3 separate regions of the Mus musculus genome follow, and all the other regions are linked to region 1. Evidence: chromatin contacts called from public promoter capture Hi-C data. All regions are on one chromosome and are shown on one strand. The core of a region is the stretch at or near the end of the contact, and the rest is flanking DNA. Distances in the headings are between cores, read along the strand shown.

Region 1 (2,765 bases), core at 104-2,603:
ATCCTACACTCTCACCCAACAGACTGGGAAGCTAGCTCTCCTCGGGCAGGGCACAAAGGAGGCGGCTGCCTTCTACTTTAGTGAGGAGAATGCTTGGAATGCCAGACACACCCCAGTTTAAATTGCAAGCACACTTCTCTGGGCAAGGTCCAGGCCGATTTTTCCTTTCTTCCACTCCAAAGGCTAGTGCGGAATTCTAGTGATTGGCAGGCCATAGATACTGGTAGGCAAAAAACCCTAAAAACCAACCAACCAGACAGACAAAACTATAGATTGTTTTACTCATTCTATGAACTCACCGTAGACTTGTCGAACTGCTTAGGCTGTCAAGAAGTTCTTTTGGTTTTAAAGTAGATTTTGGGCTTAAAGTGAGTTGGCTCAGTGGTTTAAAGCGTTTGTTTCTCACACATAGGCCGTGAGTTTGATTTCCAGCACCCACCTGGTGGTTCATCATTCTCTGTAATTCCAGTCTCTGGGGATCTGGCCTCCTCCTATGTCCAAGGACAGCAGGCACTCACAAATGCACATACGTTCAGGAAAAAATAATATGTATAGGCAAAAAGACACATAAAATTTATCAATCTAAATTTCAAAAGTGCTTTAAAAACCTCTTAATGAGATTTGGGGCCTAGCAACCGATCCAAACACTTGGTAAGGTTTTGAAAGTGAAAAATAATTGTTTTGAGTCCTGGTCTCCTATAGCCTAGGCTGGTCTTGTCCTCCTTAGTACAGGCTTTGAGACCACACCCAGCTAGAAGTGTATGCCTAGGCGACTGTATTATAGAACATTCCATCTAGAAACAAATTTCAAAATAGCAATACTGATCCCAGGGGTAAAACAATCCCTTCTTTTCTAGACTTCCAAGCACAGTCACTAACATTCCTAAGCTGGGAGTTGGGGTGGGGAGGGAGCAACCCACCCAGAAGCAGTTTTGCTTCAGGAGATTCTAAAATCTCCTTATACACTTTTTTATATTAATTACTCAGATGCAAGCTTGTCTTCAAAAATAAAATCTGGTTAGTAGTAAGAGCGGATCGGTTTGCGGTGCTTGGTACTTTTTCTTGAAGTTGGAGGTGATGGCAGAGAGACCGTTCATCAGGAACTGGGCTGTTTACGGAGTAAACAAGCGGTAACCACAGAAACACCTGCTGCATCCAGAGGCGCTGCAGAGCCACGCCTCCTCAAGCCCACATCCGGGCACTCCGCCGACGTTCGCACGCTCCAGCCGTTTACCGGATTTGAAACACACTCACAACCAATCAGCCGGCGCCTCCCGAAGGCAGACGTTGGGATTGACCAATCGGCAGTCCGCCCGAGGTTCCAGCCTATCAAAAGGAGGTTGACAGAGCGCGCCAATCAGCATGGCTCTTAGAGAGAGCGACTGGATTTTTTTGAATCGGAGGCGGCAGCCTCTCTCGAGCCATGGCGGCGCCTGTGAGGGGGAGACTTAGTGTTTGAGAAGGATAAGCGAGGACTGCGCCGTCGTGGTTCCTTTTTAAAATCTCTGAGCGTGGTGAGGACTGCGGGGTGAGTGGGGGACGGGAAGGGATTCGGGAACCCGGAACTGAGCACGGGCCGTGGCGACCAAGGCCGGCGCCCCCGCCGCGGTGAGCTCCCACGGCTGCGTACCTGTCTGTCCCGCTCCCCTCCATCCTCCTTCCCCACATCCGCCTCCTGTCCTGCCCTCTGCTCTCGTCCCGGCCCTTCCTTGCGGGAGGCTGGGCTCTCTATCTATTCTGCTTCTGTCCGGCGCCTCAGGGTGAAGGGCGCAGTTGGGACCGGGATTTTGGCCTCCCGCCCGCCCGCCGCAGCCCCGAGCTGCCTTGATTGTTTTGTGGTTTCCCTCTGGAATTCCTGTAGAATTCCGATTTTCAATTTTTAAAAATATAAAACACAGGCCGCCCCGCCCCTTCCTGGCCACAGATGTGTGTGGTTAGCGGTTAACTTAGCTCCCTCAGTTAGACCCGGCTAGGAGTCGCTGTGTGAGCAACTTCCTTAGCCACAAACTGGATATGACAGTGACATTTGTCTTTTAGGATGGCTGCAAGCGTTAAAAAGTGGCAAGGGAAAGATTTAAGATAGTGACTAAAATATTGAGCTCTAAGTAAATGAGAATCGCTAATTGCACTGTTATCAATAACGTATACACTATTGTAGTTTGGGTTCCTTACTCTGGTGTGACGTGTTTATGGAAAAAAAAAAGGTTTATTTAAAAGAAAAGCTGAAATGACTATTTGTTTAAAAGAATCCATGTGTTTGTGAGACAAGATCTCAGGTACCCCAGCATAGACTTGAATTGTGGAGCCTAGGGTGACAAGGAACTCTGTCTGCCTCTACCCCCTCTTCTGGGTGCTCGGATTACAGGTGTACTTTCACCTTACCTGGTTTCTGAGGTGCCCGCGGATGACTTCATGCACACTGACTGCAGCTGAGTCACATCCCGAGTCAAAGATAGATTGTTTTTATGATCACGATTCCGTTGTGTTTATTTTTAAAAGGTCTGTAGAATATGTGAAAAGGAAGAAAGTGACCTGGTGCACTTAAGTTTGCGGTGATGTTGGGTGCTAGATGCTGGTTGTATCACTAGTGTAGCGTGTAGCTCTTTTGCTGTATATTATGGAGCTGTTTTGGTAATAAATGATCTGTGTATTTAAGCATTTCCAGTGTTTTGGGGTGTAGTGAGAAAGGGTTTAGTTATGTATCTCCTCCCTCTGTTTTGTGGGTGCTGGAATTTTAGGCCACACATTGTCAGTTGTTTGGTGAT
Region 2 (2,700 bases), core at 41-2,540, 1.1 Mb before region 1:
ACCTGGGACACACACACACACACACACACACACACACACACACACACACACACACACACACACAGGCACACAGGCACACAGGCACACACGCACACACAATCTCTCCAGGGAGTTCCGGTGTGGTGAGGAGAAGCGGTTAAGCTTCTCTTTCACCTGCTGAAGTTCAGCCATAAAACTGAAAGGTCACAGTCACCGAGGGAAGGAATAGGCAGGGCTGAGTTCAAACCACAGATAAAGGTGAGTGCACACTGGCATATAGGGAAGAGCTGAGCCGGAGCCCCAGCACCGGAGACAGAAGCCGGGAAGGGAGTCAGTTAGCACCTACAAGACCAGCCCAGAGCAGCAATTACTGCTCCATTGGAGCAGCAGGGTCCGCTGGTAGAGACAGCTAGCTCACGATGGCATCTTGCAGGTAGCTGGCAAACGTGAAGGGCCAGTGCCTTTCTTCTCCAAGAGAATCTTTTGCAGCAAGGAGCAGTCGGGTCTCGCGCCTTGGCACGAGACGGTTGCCCGGGTACACACACACACACACACACACACACACACACACACACACACACACACACCAGCCTTTCATGTAATGCTCTTACACCGATCGAAGATGAAACTGACAAGCTCTACCAGCTTCCTTGCGGAACCTCGGGAACAGCCTAGGAGCACAAGGGGAGCCCAGCCCCTGCTGTAGGGGTAGGGGCTCAGCCTAGAACCCCTCGGCTGCCCCGGAATTAGAACAGAAAGGCAGGGAACGTTCCCTCTTTCAGCCCTAGACCATTGGAAAAAAAGGAAAAAACACGTTCTGCTCACCCTCAGGGCGGAGAGATCGATTTCATCCAGGCTGCGAGCTGGGGAGTCGCTCGCCATGTCGACTCTTCGCGGGAGAAATGGACCAAAACCACCCCGAAGCGTCTTCCTTGGCAATTCCACCCCGGTCTATTTCGCTCGCGTCCTCATGCGGCTGTCCGCCAGAGAGGCCCGGGGCCCAGCCTCCCCCGCCCACCCGGGCCCCAGCAAGAGTCCGATCCCGATCTTCCGAGAGCGTCGATCCGCGGGATCCCGGAGCCCGACCTGCGCGGATCTCCAAGCCCGGAGCCGCGGTGCGTGTGGGCTGCGCGCCCTGATCGGCTAAGGGCGCTGGGGCTGCGTGGGTGTATTTAAATGGGACATGCTTCTTTGCTTGTGCGTGGATGGCGGCTGCATTGGCTGTTATAATGAGACATATCAACTCCTCCACTCAGCTGGGAGGTGGGGGTGGAGAACCACACAGAACTGTCTATCACCGCTTCCTGGGAGGAGTGGGGGGGGGGGGAGAGGCGTGGTCTCCGACTGGGGAGAGGCCGCGCTTCCTGACCGGGTCCCTCCGCCACTAGCCAGGGTGGGGGAGGGGTACGCACCCTTTCCGCCCCAGCTTTTGAGGGTTAATAGTGCTGAATCTAAACAGCCGTTTTTGAGCCTCTCTGTGCAGGAGCCTGAATGCTGAATATATATTTTTAATGTGTCCAATTTGTGCAGTGCACCAAAATGGCTCTTCGATCGTATCTTGGGGTTTCTTGACTGCGTTCAGATACTCTAATGGTGAAAAGGGTGGTGGGGAGAGGCAGCGGGAAAAGGCAGCAGCGTCCTCCCTCCCCCATTAATTATTTGTGGGGCTGGAGTAAAGGCGGGCCGGTGCAACCGGTGCATATAAGGACTTGTGCGCAGGGAAGGGGATCCGCCTCCCCGCGCAGAGCGAGTTGGGGAGAAGCTCACACGCGCCGAGCCGGCAGCCTGGCTTTGGTGCTGAGCAGTGGCCACAGGGTCACGGTCATTCGCGGCCACTGGGTTGCAGGAAGGCAGGCCCGAATCGTCTGTGGTTCTCTAGGCTGAGTAGGTTTGCTAGAAGCTGGAAATCCGAGAGATGTGAGCTCTGTCTGGATATCGCCACACCCAAGACCTGCGCGTGCCGCAATTCCCCACGGAAATGACCGAATTGAAAAGAGAAGCTTGCTCCCTGGGTGCAGTAGCTCGAAGGATTCAGGTGACTCCAAGGCCGACATTAATTGGGCAACATAGTACCTAACCCAGTGTTTCCTCCTTTGTAGCTTTTCCGCGGTGACCTACCTGGATTCATGGAGAAAGTTTGGCTCTAGGATAGTGAGCCCTGACCCGCGAGCTATTTGACTTCGCTCGCTTTTTCACTCAAGAGCTGGGTGTTTGCAGTGGTAACCCGTCATTCTTTATCAAAAGTGTAAAGTCACTTCCCCAACCCTCTCGCATCCTTGCCTGTCTCCTAGTTTGGCCACGCAAAATACGTCGGAAGAAAACATTTATAGTGAACTCTTCCCACTGGCTTCAACTCATCAATAGTTCTGAGTGTTCCTCTAGCATCTACTGAGATAAAAAGCTAAACATACTGGGGGGGGTTGATTTTTATTTGACTTTTTGTTTTGTTTTCTTTTGGGGGGAGTAGAGGTTCTTTTTGATTTATCTTATTGGTTGTTTGATTTGGTATGGTTATGAGACAGATCTTAAGTACTTAAAGGAAGTCTTCCCTTCACTGTGCAGCTGGGGATGGCCTTGAACTCCTCATTGTCCTGCAAATGACCCCCCCCCCCCCGCCCACCCAAGTACTCAGATTACACATGGACACCAACACTTGGGCTGTTGCCACTTCTTTTTAAAGTCATGAAGAATAAACTAATTATGAGCTTCAGAACAAGTTGA
Region 3 (2,700 bases), core at 178-2,677, 1.6 Mb before region 1:
CCGAACAGTTTCATGGCATCAAAACTCAACACACCACACACGTCAGCAAGTCAATTAACAAGAGTCCACAGAAAGTGAAAACCAAGTCTCTTAGAATTAGAAGAACAGGCTTGTTTCTACTAAACACGGATTTAAAAAAGTTTTAGTTTCCAGTTAATGAAACATTCTAAGGGTCCGATTAAATGGAGAGCTTTACTGAGAGTAATGTCTGACCATTCAAGAGACTGAGGGGAAGGAAAAAAAGTTATTTTTCAATATAGAAACCTCACGATGTAGAATGGAACACGAATGATCTTAACGGTGAAGCCAAAAAATGACTTGGAAGGGCCTACCTTGGCATGACCATGCTTCCCAGTCTTGGAAGTTGACATCTCCACGATTTTGCATGGTCGCCCTTTGAGCACGACGAAGCCGTTTTTGCGCAGGGCTGAGCACTGCATAGGATAAGTGCTGGAAGCCCCTGCATCTCCAGTAGTGAAATCAATTTCGTCTGCCATGGTGGACTGGGGAGATGTGCGGTTTTTCTGAGGGAACTATGCGAAAAGTTTGTTTGCGTTTTAATAACCGGCATGCAGGCGGGGTTATGTCTCATTTTGAAGACAGGTAGCCGAGCATCACTAGCCCGTTATGTTTGCATTTATAGAACACCCACTCTGAGTGGAGTATACTTTGCCATTCAGGCCTCTGAAAACTTTTCCAGCCCTTGGTGGGAGGTGGGGAAAGGAGCCGCAGAAGAGCTCGCCGGAGAGTGAAGGCGACACCAGCGCCCAGCCGGCAGGTCCAGTCCCCACCACCCCACCGCAAGAAGTGCCCACGACCTTCCTGCGCCGGGATGCGGGGCCCGGCGCCTCCCTCCGTCCCATCCCCGCTGCCAAGGTATCAGCCAGGCCGCAGGTTCGGGGAAGACTGGGACAGGAGCACCCGGCCGGTTGCACCTGGCCCTCAGTGCGCCTAGGACCCGCAGCGGCGCCGCCCTGGCATCCCGGTTCGGCCCAGCGGTAAAGGGCCCTAGCTCCGGCGGTCCCGCGCTTGCCGCCCTCCAGTTCCCAAGCATCTCGGCTCCTCCCCTCGCCCGGACCCCAGCATCACCGGCTGCATCCCCCGCCGCCCCGCCGACCCGGCCCCAGGTCTTCACCTTCCGGCCCCGCACCGCACGCCTTTGCTGCGTCCGCCGGTCCCTGCGGCTGCGGCGGCGCTGGCGGCCGCGGCTGGTCCAGGAGACGGGGCGGGGCCGCCACGCTTCCCACACCCGGCTCCCCGCCCCGGCCCGCCCAGCCCGGGCCCGCCCCGCCGCGACCACACTTCCGGGATAGGCCCCGGCGCGCCACAGGCCCCGCCTCCAGGTCGCCCATTGGCTCGAAGCTTCCCGAGGTCCCGCCCCGTCACGTGAAGCTCGCCCTGGCAACCCCACGTGCTGCGGATTAGTGCACTTCCGGCGTGCAGAGCTGCCTGCAGTCGACTGTTTGAAGCTTCGCAGTGTTCCCGGGCGAGATGCATCCTCATCTTCAGTTCGGCGCCCAGTTGACCTTGGGGACGACTATTAGGACCAGGTAGCTTGCTCTGGGCCCTAGCACGCAGGTGCGTGGATGCTGTCACTTAATGGTCTTCAAACTCTCAAGTCCTGCTGATTTTGCAAGAGTCCCGAGTGTTGGTGGAGTGGAACTTTGATTCAAGCTTCTGGTACAGCTTGCAGCCCTCCTTGGGGCTGGAATCCGTGCTTGGAGCTCGAAGAGTGCTAGGTGTGGTATGCTATTTCATGATTCTGCATTGTAGATCCTCAGAGGACTCCAGACACTATGACGAGGTGCTGGTGAAGTCAGCAGTGTTCTCAGGGGCGGGAAATCCCATGTACCCGAGACTCTACGGTGACCTTTGATCTTCCTGGCATCGGTGTGCCCTAGAGTTTGAGGTTTTGTTTTTGTTTTTGTTGTTAAATGATTAAAGACAAAGATTCTCGAGAAGTGTGCTTTCCTTTCACAGTTTTATCATAGCTTCATCTCTCACCTTGGAAAGAATCAAGGTAATTAACTGACCACCCCACAACCCAGTTCATGTTGTTCAGTGATTTGGTATTGCTGTCCTATAAACAAATCTAGTCTCATAGTCACTTACACGTATATGCAGAACACATTTCATTTGTGTTGTCTAGAAGCAATAAGCACATGGCTTCCATAAAGTAAACTCTGCCTCTTGTTACAGAAAGAGCCGAATTAGGACCCCTGGCTTCTGAGTTCCCTCTGCTTTTCCCTATTGTTGTTGTTACTATTGCTCCTGCTAATACTTAAGTAAGAATTACATAGTGTACTGTTTCATCTCTATTATTAAATCTTGACTACTAAAGTTTTTGTTTAAACTAAGGTTAATGTTAGAATATATATGAAATAAGATTTAAGAGGCTTGAAAAAGGAAATCAGATGTACGATCACCTCCATTGTCAGGATATAGTAGAATATTATCACGTTCCAAAATTTTCTGTGCCTTTTGGTCATCAGCCCTCTTTTTCACCCCTACCTTACACCCAGCCAGACCTTCCCAACTATTAACAGTTACTCTTTTACTCCTCATTTTGAATTATGGGGAAAGGCTGGGCAGGACAATAAGGCAGGGTATAAGAGCCACTCATAATCAAAGTTGAAATCACTTCTTTGTCTATCACCATATTCATGTAAGATTTGTATGTGGACCCAAATGACTATTTAA

What was found. Promoter capture Hi-C pulls out the DNA fragments that hold promoters and counts their contacts.
Region 2: a promoter capture Hi-C map of pre-B cells shows a contact between it and region 1. The contact joins the promoter of Tnik here to the promoter of Ect2 in region 1. A contact is called at or near these places in 2 of 39 promoter capture datasets (liver and pre-B cells) and 1 of 484 Hi-C or Micro-C datasets (regulatory T cells).
Region 3: a contact with region 1 is called in a promoter capture Hi-C map of pre-B cells. The contact joins the promoter of 1700112D23Rik here to the promoter of Ect2 in region 1. A contact is called at or near these places in 7 of 39 promoter capture datasets (the 3T3-L1 cell line, frontonasal cranial neural crest, hematopoietic stem and progenitor cells and 3 more), 4 of 484 Hi-C or Micro-C datasets (CD4 T cells, erythroblasts and pre-B cells) and 2 of 115 datasets of contacts at active chromatin or transcription factors (extraembryonic endoderm stem cells and large pre-B cells).

The regions. Positions count from the first base shown.
Region 1 is chr3:27,152,466-27,155,230 of GRCm38.p6, reverse strand. It overlaps Ect2 (ect2 oncogene), which reads left to right and starts at 1,353. Exons shown (of 24, transcript NM_001177626.1): 1 at 1,353-1,528. It overlaps 1700125G22Rik (RIKEN cDNA 1700125G22 gene), which reads right to left and starts at 1,205. Exons shown (of 3, transcript NR_040548.1): 1 at 921-1,205; 2 at 300-491.
Region 2 is chr3:28,261,804-28,264,503 of GRCm38.p6, reverse strand. Tnik (TRAF2 and NCK interacting kinase) reads right to left here and starts at 1,290. Exons shown (of 33, transcript NM_026910.1): 1 at 805-1,290. The coding sequence starts at 861.
Region 3 is chr3:28,779,849-28,782,548 of GRCm38.p6, reverse strand. 1700112D23Rik (RIKEN cDNA 1700112D23 gene) reads left to right here and starts at 1,427. Exons shown (of 3, transcript NR_166152.1): 1 at 1,427-1,578. It overlaps Eif5a2 (eukaryotic translation initiation factor 5A2), which reads right to left and starts at 1,272. Exons shown (of 5, transcript NM_177586.6): 1 at 1,136-1,272; 2 at 333-533. The coding sequence starts at 497.